Linked DNA regions of Mus musculus: regions 1 and 3 are each linked to region 2. A link is a contact called in public Hi-C and promoter capture Hi-C data. All regions are on one chromosome and are shown on one strand. Each heading gives the region's core, a stretch centred on a gene start, on an enhancer-like site or on the middle of the called end of the contact. The rest is flanking DNA. Distances are from core to core; before and after follow the strand shown.

Region 1 (2,751 bases), core at 132-2,631, 350 kb after region 2:
GAATTGTAGCCTGGCCAGGATTTTGAGTTCAGGCTGCATAAAGTCTGGGCTGCATAAAGAGACCTTGTGAGAGACAAATTCTTGGAATTTGGGCAGTAACTTCAGTTCCTCCCAATACTCTTTTCCACCTCTTCCACCTTTCCTGTCTCTCCTGTCTGCTGGGTAGATTATTCTAAATGCAAGGTAAGCTTGCTGTTTCTTCTGTCAGTTCAAACCTGTTGACTACCTTTAGTGAATTTTCGTGTTTGTAATTATATGAATTCTGAAAATTCTATTGTGAGCAGATTTCTGTGTGTGTGTGTGTGTGTGTGTGTGTGTGTGTGTGTGTGTGCGCGCGTGCTCACACATGCATCACTTTCATGAAGGAGTCCACAAAGGCCAGAAGAGGGTGTTAGATCCCTTAGACCTGAAGCTACAGATGTCTTCAAGCCACCAGGTGGGTGCTGGGAAACGAACTCAGGTCCTCAGCATCTCTCCAGCCCTGTGAGCTGGGTCTCTCCAGTGACATGTGTCCTGTGCTCCTGTACCTCTGTCACTGCGGTTCCTTTGTGTTCTCTGAATGGTTTTGGAACAGCTAAAGTTTGTAGGCCCAAAATCTAGACCCCTCTCGGACACTTTCCATCCAGTTTTTGGCCCTATGCATGCGACATACTTTCCAAGATATGTTTTTGTTTCTTTGTATTTTTTGTTTGATGATTTCCTTGAACTAATTCTGTGACAACTGAGTTCTCTGTGAGTTATTCATTTTTGTTATTTTTTTCATTTTAAAAATAACTTTTATTCTCAGCATCTTATTTTTTTATTTATCTTTTTTAAAGATTTATTTATTTATTATATGTAAGTACGCTGTAGCTGTCTTCAGACACACCAGAAGAGGGAGTCAGATCTCATTACGGATGGTTTTGAGCCACCATGTGGTTGCTGGGATTTGAACTCAGGACCTTTGGAAGAGCAGTCGGGTGCTCTTACCTGTTGAGCCATCTCACCAGCCCCTTATTTTTTATTTTTAAAAAAGATTTATTTATTTATTATATGTAAGTACACTGTAGCTTTCTTCAGACACTTTTTCTTCTCTCTCCACCCCACTTGCTCCAGCCCAAAGATTTATTTATTTATTTTATGTATATGAGTACACTGTCGCTGTCTTCAGACACACCAGAAGAGGGCTTCAGATTCCATTACAGATGGTGGAGAGCCACCATGTGGTTGCTGGGATTTGAACTCAGGACCTCTGGAAGAGCAGTCAGTGCTCTTAACCGCTGAACCATCTCTCCAGTACCTTTGCTTTTAATTTTTAATTACTTTATATGTATATGGCTGTGTTTTGCCTGTACATGTCTTATGTATCAGAAGCATGCAGTGCCATAAAAGGCCAGAAGAGGGCATCATATCTCCTCGGGACTGGAGTAAGGTTACAATCATGTGTGTGCTAGGGATGAAACATGGATCCCTTGGAAGACCAGCCAAGTTCCAGAATCCATGCGGAGGCTTTTGAAAGCTCCTGGTTGTCAGGTTCTAAAATATGTGGTTCATCTTTCCAGTCTCAATGACTACCTCACCCCAACTAAAAGCCGACTCAAGAAAAAACTTTTTTTTTTTTTTTTTGAGACAGGGTTTCTCTGTGTAGCCCTGCCTGTCCTGTAACTCACTCTGTAGACCAGGCGGGCCTCGAACTCAGAAATCCACCTGCCTCTGCCTCCCAAATGCTGGGATTAAAGGCCCGCGCCACCACTGCCCAGCTAAGGAAAACTTTTTTGTTTGTGTTGTTTTGTTTGGTTTTTCGAGACAGGGTTTCTCTGTATAACTTCCCTGACCGTCCTGAAAGTCTCTCTGTAGACCAGGCTGGCCTCAAACTCACAGAGATCCACCTGACTTTGCCTCTTATGGCACTGAAGGCATACACTACCATTCCCCTCCCCCCACTAAATAACTGTGCAAGGGTAAGGCAGTTTTCTTCAGTTCGGCTGAGTTCTGAGTCAAATCAAATAGTTACAACTCTCAAGGAATAGAAAATTTCCAAGCAGCTGCAAGTTTGAACAAAATATCGACTGTGCTCACATTTTTTTTTTTTTCTTTTAAGTAAGTCACAAGATGTCTGGCCCAGCCCCTCTGGCTTTGAGGCTGCCCCTGCAGAGCTGCTGAGGAGGAGGTGCAGCACCCCCCAAAAGCTAACACAGCGCAGACTCCCTGGGATACCAAAGGTCAATAATTACCAAGGTCAGACAGTTTTCAGTTTGTTCTTTGGCTTTGCTTGATTTTCAAAGTTCCCAAGCAGATTTCAAAGGCCTTGCGGGTAGTTTTATTGTTTTTGTGGGAGAGTGTGTTTCCACCAAGGATCTCACTGGGCTCTGATGGAAATTAATCTCCTGGTTTTCCTAGAGCTCCAGAGAAAGGTCTGACCTAAAGCTTGTCCTGTTTCTATCTAAACTTGACTCAGGCTATAAGCAACTTGGTTTGAAAGGTTAGAGGAACCTTTGGGGTTTTGTAACCCCAAAGCAATGAGGTAACCCCAAAAGGCTTTGCCAAAGACCATGATGCATCTTTAAAAAAAAAAGATTACATTTATCTATTTATTTGTGTGTGTTTCGTGTGTGTAAATATGTGTATGTATTTGTGTATGTGTGTGTGTGTGTGTGTGTGTGCACATGTGCTGATCCAGCTGGAAAACATCCTTATTGCACAAGGCAGGTTACTTAAAATCAATCCCAGAACAGAATCCATGGTCCTAAGTACTGTCAAGTTCTCTGTACA
Region 2 (2,855 bases), core at 80-2,579:
AGTTCTGGTGGCTCCTATAATCCTAGCATTTGAGGATGACAAAGCATGATCATGATAGATAGGCCAGCCTGAACTACATAAAAAAAAAAAAAAAAGAGCCAGTCTCAGCTGGGCCGTGGTGGCTTGTGCCTTTAATCCCAGCATTAGGAAACTAAGGCATGGGGATTGTGAGTCTGGGAGGAGTATAGAATATATAGTTCAGCCAGGCGTGGTGGTGTACGCCTTTAATCCCAGCACTCGCGAGGCAGAGGCAGGCAGATCTCTGAGTTCGAGGCCAGCCTGGTCTACAAAGTGAGTTCCAGGACAGCCAGGGCTACACAGAGAAACCCTGTCTCGAAAAACAAACAAAAACAAAAACAAAACAAAAAAAGGAATATATAGTGAATCTGAGATACTCTTTCTCAGCACAAAATAAAACAGCACTTGGGAGGCAAGAGGCAGGCAGATCGCTATGAATTTGAAGCCAGCCCGGTCTACAGAGCGAGTTCGAAGGCAGCCAGAAACCCTTTATTGAAAAGCAAACAAAGAAAGAAGGAAAATGAAAGAAGAAAAAGAACCAGCCGGGCGTGGTGGCTCACGCCTTTAATCCCAGCACTCGGGAGGCAGAGGCAGGCGGATTTCTGAGTTCGAGGCCAGCCTGGTCTACAGAGTGAGTCCCAGGACAGCCAGAGCTACATAGAGAAACCCTGCCTCGGAAAAAAAAAAAAAGAGGAGGAGGAGGAGAACCTGTCTCAAAATACCACACACAGAAAAAGAAAATTTCTCCTATTGTAAATAATAAACAACCATATTTTAAAGACAACCATTGCTGGCTAATTGACCTCAGCCAAGGCAGTTTCTGCGATAGTGAGGGGCTACACTAGAATGTCAAGATGAATAAATAGCTAAGACTTTTCCCAAGAAAGCAGCTGACTTGCTTTGGATTATTTGAGACAGGGTCTCAGTCTGTAGTCAGGCTGGCTTTGAACTGGCGGGAATCCTCCCGCTTCGGGTTCCTGGGGGCATGGGGCCTGTACGGTACAAAGAAGGAGCAAGGGCTGCGACGGTGTCCCGGGGTCTTACCTTTGTGCTTCTGAAAACAGGGGACCGAACAGCTGTAATGAGACAGACAGGCTCAGGTCAGCACGATCAGCACGAGCGGCCGCAGCACGTACCCCTTGCCCGCAGCCGCCGCCCGCAGCCCGGCCTCCCTCCGAACCCACTACCCGCTCTGGCTCACTAGGGCACGCGGCAAGTCGGGCAACGGTATTTCGGCTTCTCCAAACAGACCACACAGACCGCAGTCCTACAATTCAGCGACGCCATGACTTCCCAGAAGACACCCGCGCTCACTCTTTTACCTAAACAAGGGCCAATCACAGCGCTCCGCACTCATTGGCAGTCAGAAGCAATGGATTGATCCTGTTCTCTATTCTAGGCCTCACCTGTAGAGTGTCGATACAGTAGATGTGCATTTAGAGCTGCTGCGTCAAGGATTTTTTTCCTCTGATTAGATCAGGCCACGGAACTCAGGATTTTTCTGCCTCTGCATCCCTGACACTGACATCACAAGTGTGCACCACCATGCCTAATCAAAGACATTAAAAAAAAAAAAAAACTGTATACGTGTGCGCCTGTGCCGGGGTAAATGATGTCCCTGCCCCAAGAGAGACCAGAAAAAGATATCAGATCCAATGGAGCTAGAGATAGGCGGGTTTGAACTTCCTACTGTGAATGTTAAGACTCAAACTCTGTAACAGCATCTAGCGGTCCTTACTGCTAAGCCACTTCTCCCAGCCCAAAAGACATTTGAGGCTGAGCTGCTGACAAATGCTTGTTGAACCCCGACTGTGAGTTCTACAATGTCCAGACACTGGGGATGATTGGAAGACGGTCTCTTCCCTAGGAGCACAAGGCTTGAAGTGAAAACAGAATGGGGAAAGGACTAAGGAAGAGACTGGAATTTTAGTGTCAAGCCGTGCATTTGCACGACTCTGAAAATGAGCCTGTAGGTTTTCTTGTGCTTCATGCCACTACAAGCCATGGTGGAGTTGACTGACTGCAGAGCAGATCAGTGGCTAGGCTAAAGGAATCCAGGCTAATGAGTCAGAATAGATGGGCTATGACTAACCTTGAAGGCTACTATAGACTTTAGTTATAGACAAAATCGTGGAGTCAGTTGTGTTAAGGTCTGAGACCCTGTTGCAGGGTGTGTCACCAGGCCCTACTTGGAATCCTGTTTTCTTTAAGAAACTTGCTCCTCTCTGAAGCTCTGAATTTGGTCTAACCTAAACTCCAGCTTCCAGGACCTTAAATCATGTTCCTCTCCCAAATGCCTCCTCCTCATCTATGTGGCCCATTCAGGCTCTAGGGTCCTTTGTTGATTTGTTTGTTTGTTTTTGTTTTTGTTTTTGTTTTTAAGACAGGGTTTCTTTGTGTAACCCTGGCTGTCCTGGAACTCATGCTGTATACCAGGCTGAGCTTGAACTCACAGAGCCGGCCTGCCTCTGTTTCCACCAGCCCTGCTCTAGGGTCCCTGTTAATAAGTGTGCGCATGAGCATCTGTGCCTGCTGAGATGGAGCTGCTGCAAACTAGGCAGTGCCTGGAGCCCTGACTCCCACTCTTTGAGTGTCTTAGAGGGCTTGGTTGCTACCTGAGCCCTTTTATCAATTAAAGTGGATGTCCAGACCTAAATTCTTGAGCTATTGAAAGACAAATGGAAATCATACATATATATTTTTTAACCTGTAGCTGGCAAAAGGGTTATTTCCATGATACTCGGAAGGAGTCTAATCTCCTGGATCTCTGCTACTGACAATTTGGTCTGACTCGGTAGAAAGGATGGGAAATGAGTAAGAGTCCTTCTTTAGTATCA
Region 3 (3,002 bases), core at 471-2,970, 440 kb after region 2:
ACAAGATAAGATCTGGCTCTTAGGCGGGCCTGTAGGGCATTTTAATTAGTGATTGAGGCCATGGTGGATAGTGCTGTATCTGGAGTGGTGGTCCTGGAGTCTATAAAAAATCAGGCAGGGCAAGCCATGAGTAGTAAGCCAGTAAGCAGTACTTTTTCTAGGCCTTTTTACAGCTCCTGTCTCAAGGTTTCTGCCTGGTTTAAATTTCTGTCTTGGCTTCCCTCAGTGGACTTAGGATCTGTATGTCAAATAAAGCCTTTCTTCAACAAGTTTTTTGTTTGTTTATTTTTTCGAGACAGGGTTTCTCTGTGTAGCTCTGGCTGTCCTGGAACTCACTCTGTAGACCAGGCTGGCCTCGAACTCAGAAATCTGCCTTCCTCTGCCTCCCAAGTGCTCGGAGTTCGGAGTGCCCCACCATTGCCCAGCCAGCGAGTTTCTTTTGGTCTTGGTGTTTCGTCACAGCAATAGAAACCCTAACTAAGACATATGGCCATGGAAATGAGTTTTTTTGGCCTTGACCACGACCTCCAGCTAACTCTTGACACTGATGACATGCCTAAAAAGTCTACTTTAACCTGTATGATAGGCAAAGGTACTTTTACGAATTCCTTGTTGGTCATACCTAGCCGCCTAGTCCACATCTAGGCAGGAGCATCATGTCCAAATTCCAGGCCCGTTTATTATTTTTAAAAGAATTATATCTTATTAAAAAAGATTTTTTGGAAGGGACAGTGTTTTCAAACTTGGTGGCACTGGACTGGCTTAGAACTTGTTATGTACACCAGTGCTGGGAATATAGGGAATATAGTGCATGTGTTACTGGAATCCCATAAAAAGAGATTTTGGTACAGGTTACTAGGTGCTCAGGGGAAAGATATATGGGAAAGCTAGGAGTGTGATTGTGGGTTTCTTTAAGCAAGAGCTCCCGGCCTACGACTACTTGAGACTCCATGAACCCTTAAGACGTATCCAATGCCATCTTGCAAAGCCCCAGGTAGTCTTCTTAGACTCTCTATGGATCCCTATATTGTGCAACAAGTTCCCCCTTCCAAAGTCTGGGGCCTCTCCATTTCCAGATGTTCACGAACATCCATTCCTATGACAGTAACCATTAAGGACTCCAACAAAATTTCTTACAGGCCCCCTTATTCAGAGCAAGACGTACTCAGCAGGGGACTGAACACGGACTGCCAGCCTAGACTCCCGGAAGGTAAACACAGCGCCGCGGGCGGGGTGGAGGGCGGGCTCGGGCAGCCTGAGTGGTCAGGTAAAAGTGATTGGCAGCTGCCACGTCCACGTGCTTTTAGCTTCAAATCAGCTGTCGCGAGAATTCGATGTAAACACACCAGTATACCTGGCTTCGGGCTCCTCGCTGGAGACTTCTGGCTGAGGTCCGCAGGTATTTGGTGCATGTAGCGTTTCCTTAAAACAGAAAATCCACCAAGGTGCCTCTTCCAGGCCCGCAGACACGCCTGCCTTTTCTCCCCTGCCGCCTGCATTCACAACCGAACCTGACCCACCCGCTTCACCCGAACTTCCATACTGTTGTGTTTTCCCTCCAGCCCCAGCGGATTGGATGGATTCTGAAGGCGGGTCCGCCTCTTTCCTACTCGCTGGTTGGCGAAGCTGACCTCCAAGGGCGGTGCCGCGCCGGGGCCAGTTTGCTCCTGGGATTGGCTGATGCGGTGGTTCCGCCGAGGCGTGGTAGGAAGTGCTAGCCGTCAATCACGAGGGAGACTCCAAACAGTGAGCCTGAAGCTGGAGAACAGCGTTTACCGGCGGAGCGGCCGGTGAGAGGGCTGGCGGGTCTTTGGCTTAGGGGAGGTTTGGAGAGGGAAAGGGACAGGCAGCATGAGGAAACAGGGCTTGACCAGCCCCAGTTGACGGGGAAAGGTGCTGAAACTGGAGGAGAGCTGGGCAAGAGGCCAGAGGGCGGCCGGGGGCAGTGGTGGTAGGGCTTTGGAGGTGAAGTGTGGAGTGTTGTTCCCGTGACTTTGGGGAGAGTGGGGCCCGAGGGGCTTTCGAGGAGCTGTTCTCAAGTGACAAGGCCTTTAAAGGACAGAGGTGGGGAGACTGGTTCGGGTAATAGAGGGTGGAATGAAGATGAGAGTACTGAGGGGTCTGGTGAAAGGTACTGCCTAAGAAAGGGGTAGCTGGACTAGTTGGGACAATGGGTTGTTTGGGTTGTATAGGAATGTGGGGATCAACAGTTTGGGGTTTTTCAAATGAGGTGGTACAGTGAACCCTTCTTAAAAGTGATGCTTTTAGGCTGTGGGCTTTCCTGAGCCTTGTAAGACATCTTTAGTTCTGTTGCCAGTCCCCCTTTAACCATAATGAAGCAGACTCTGTACTCTCCAAACCACCTCTATGATTCAGAAACTCATTAGATAGTCAAGGTCTGGGACTTACTTAGACTGTGGGAAAATCCAGAGGCTCCTTATATTATACGAGTTTATATTCCAAATTTGTTTACACGCTGGTGATTACGTTACAATAGCTGGAGGTTAAAATATTATTTAAATGTGGCTACACAGTTTTATCTGTCCTCAACAGATTTATCTGAAGGCAGAGTGGTATCCTGTTACGTGTATTTGTTCTGAGGCTCACATGGGCCATCTGGTCTTTATATGGCTGTGCCCTTAAGGTTGACTTTGAACTCCTGATCCTCCTGCCTCTGCCTCTCAGGCATGCATATGCATCACCACCTGTGACCAGCTTTTTAAATTATTATTATTATTATTATTATTATTATATTTTTAAAAATAAAATACTAAGAATCTCAGGCTTACATTGCCCTTGAACTCAAGGCAATTTCCTTGCCTCAGCCTCCTGGGAACTGGAACTGCTGGTATGTTATGTCCCACTGAGCTTTATATTTGCATTTCTTTATTTTTCTTTTTTTAAAGATTTATTTATTTTTATATATGTAAGTACACTGTCGCTGTCTTCAGATATACCAGAAGAGCGCTTCATAACCCATTACAGATGGTTGTGAGCCACCA

The links. Hi-C and Micro-C count contacts between places; a contact is called where the count stands out from the background. Capture Hi-C pulls out chosen DNA fragments and counts their contacts.
Region 1: a contact with region 2 is called in a Hi-C map of embryonic stem cells, with 4 times the contacts expected there. The contact joins the enhancer-like site here to the promoter of Znhit3 in region 2. A contact is called at or near these places in 6 of 39 promoter capture datasets (the 3T3-L1 cell line, HPC-7-derived erythroid cells, hippocampal neurons and 2 more), 3 of 15 datasets of contacts at CTCF or cohesin (the NIH/3T3 cell line, embryonic stem cells and pro-B cells), 59 of 484 Hi-C or Micro-C datasets (B cells, the Ba/F3 cell line, the C2C12 cell line and 34 more), 12 of 115 datasets of contacts at active chromatin or transcription factors (the 230-238 cell line, T-cell acute lymphoblastic leukemia, astrocytes and 7 more) and 1 of 9 other capture datasets (embryonic stem cells).
Region 3: a promoter capture Hi-C map of pancreatic islet shows a contact between it and region 2. The contact joins the promoter of Bcas3 here to the promoter of Znhit3 in region 2. A contact is called at or near these places in 1 of 39 promoter capture datasets (embryonic stem cells), 7 of 484 Hi-C or Micro-C datasets (CD4 T cells, the N1E-115 cell line, cortical neurons and 3 more), 7 of 115 datasets of contacts at active chromatin or transcription factors (astrocytes, bone marrow-derived macrophages, cardiomyocytes and 3 more) and 2 of 9 other capture datasets (macrophages and pancreatic islet).

Annotation. Positions count from the first base shown.
Region 1 is chr11:85,269,475-85,272,225 of GRCm38.p6, forward strand. No RefSeq gene overlaps it. Among named protein-coding and RNA genes, the nearest start is that of Appbp2os, 36 kb to the left of the region's middle. Within about 2 kb of position 1,382, at least 12 of the 459 cell types and tissues checked have an H3K27ac peak or open chromatin away from gene starts, as enhancers often do. A contact at or near this core is called in the Ba/F3 cell line and embryonic stem cells, where this site is marked.
Region 2 is chr11:84,915,037-84,917,891 of GRCm38.p6, forward strand. It overlaps Znhit3 (zinc finger, HIT type 3), which reads right to left and starts at 1,330. Exons shown (of 5, transcript NM_001005223.3): 1 at 1,220-1,330; 2 at 1,063-1,094. The coding sequence starts at 1,305.
Region 3 is chr11:85,351,444-85,354,445 of GRCm38.p6, forward strand. Bcas3 (breast carcinoma amplified sequence 3) reads left to right here and starts at 1,721. Exons shown (of 24, transcript NM_001166643.1): 1 at 1,721-1,790.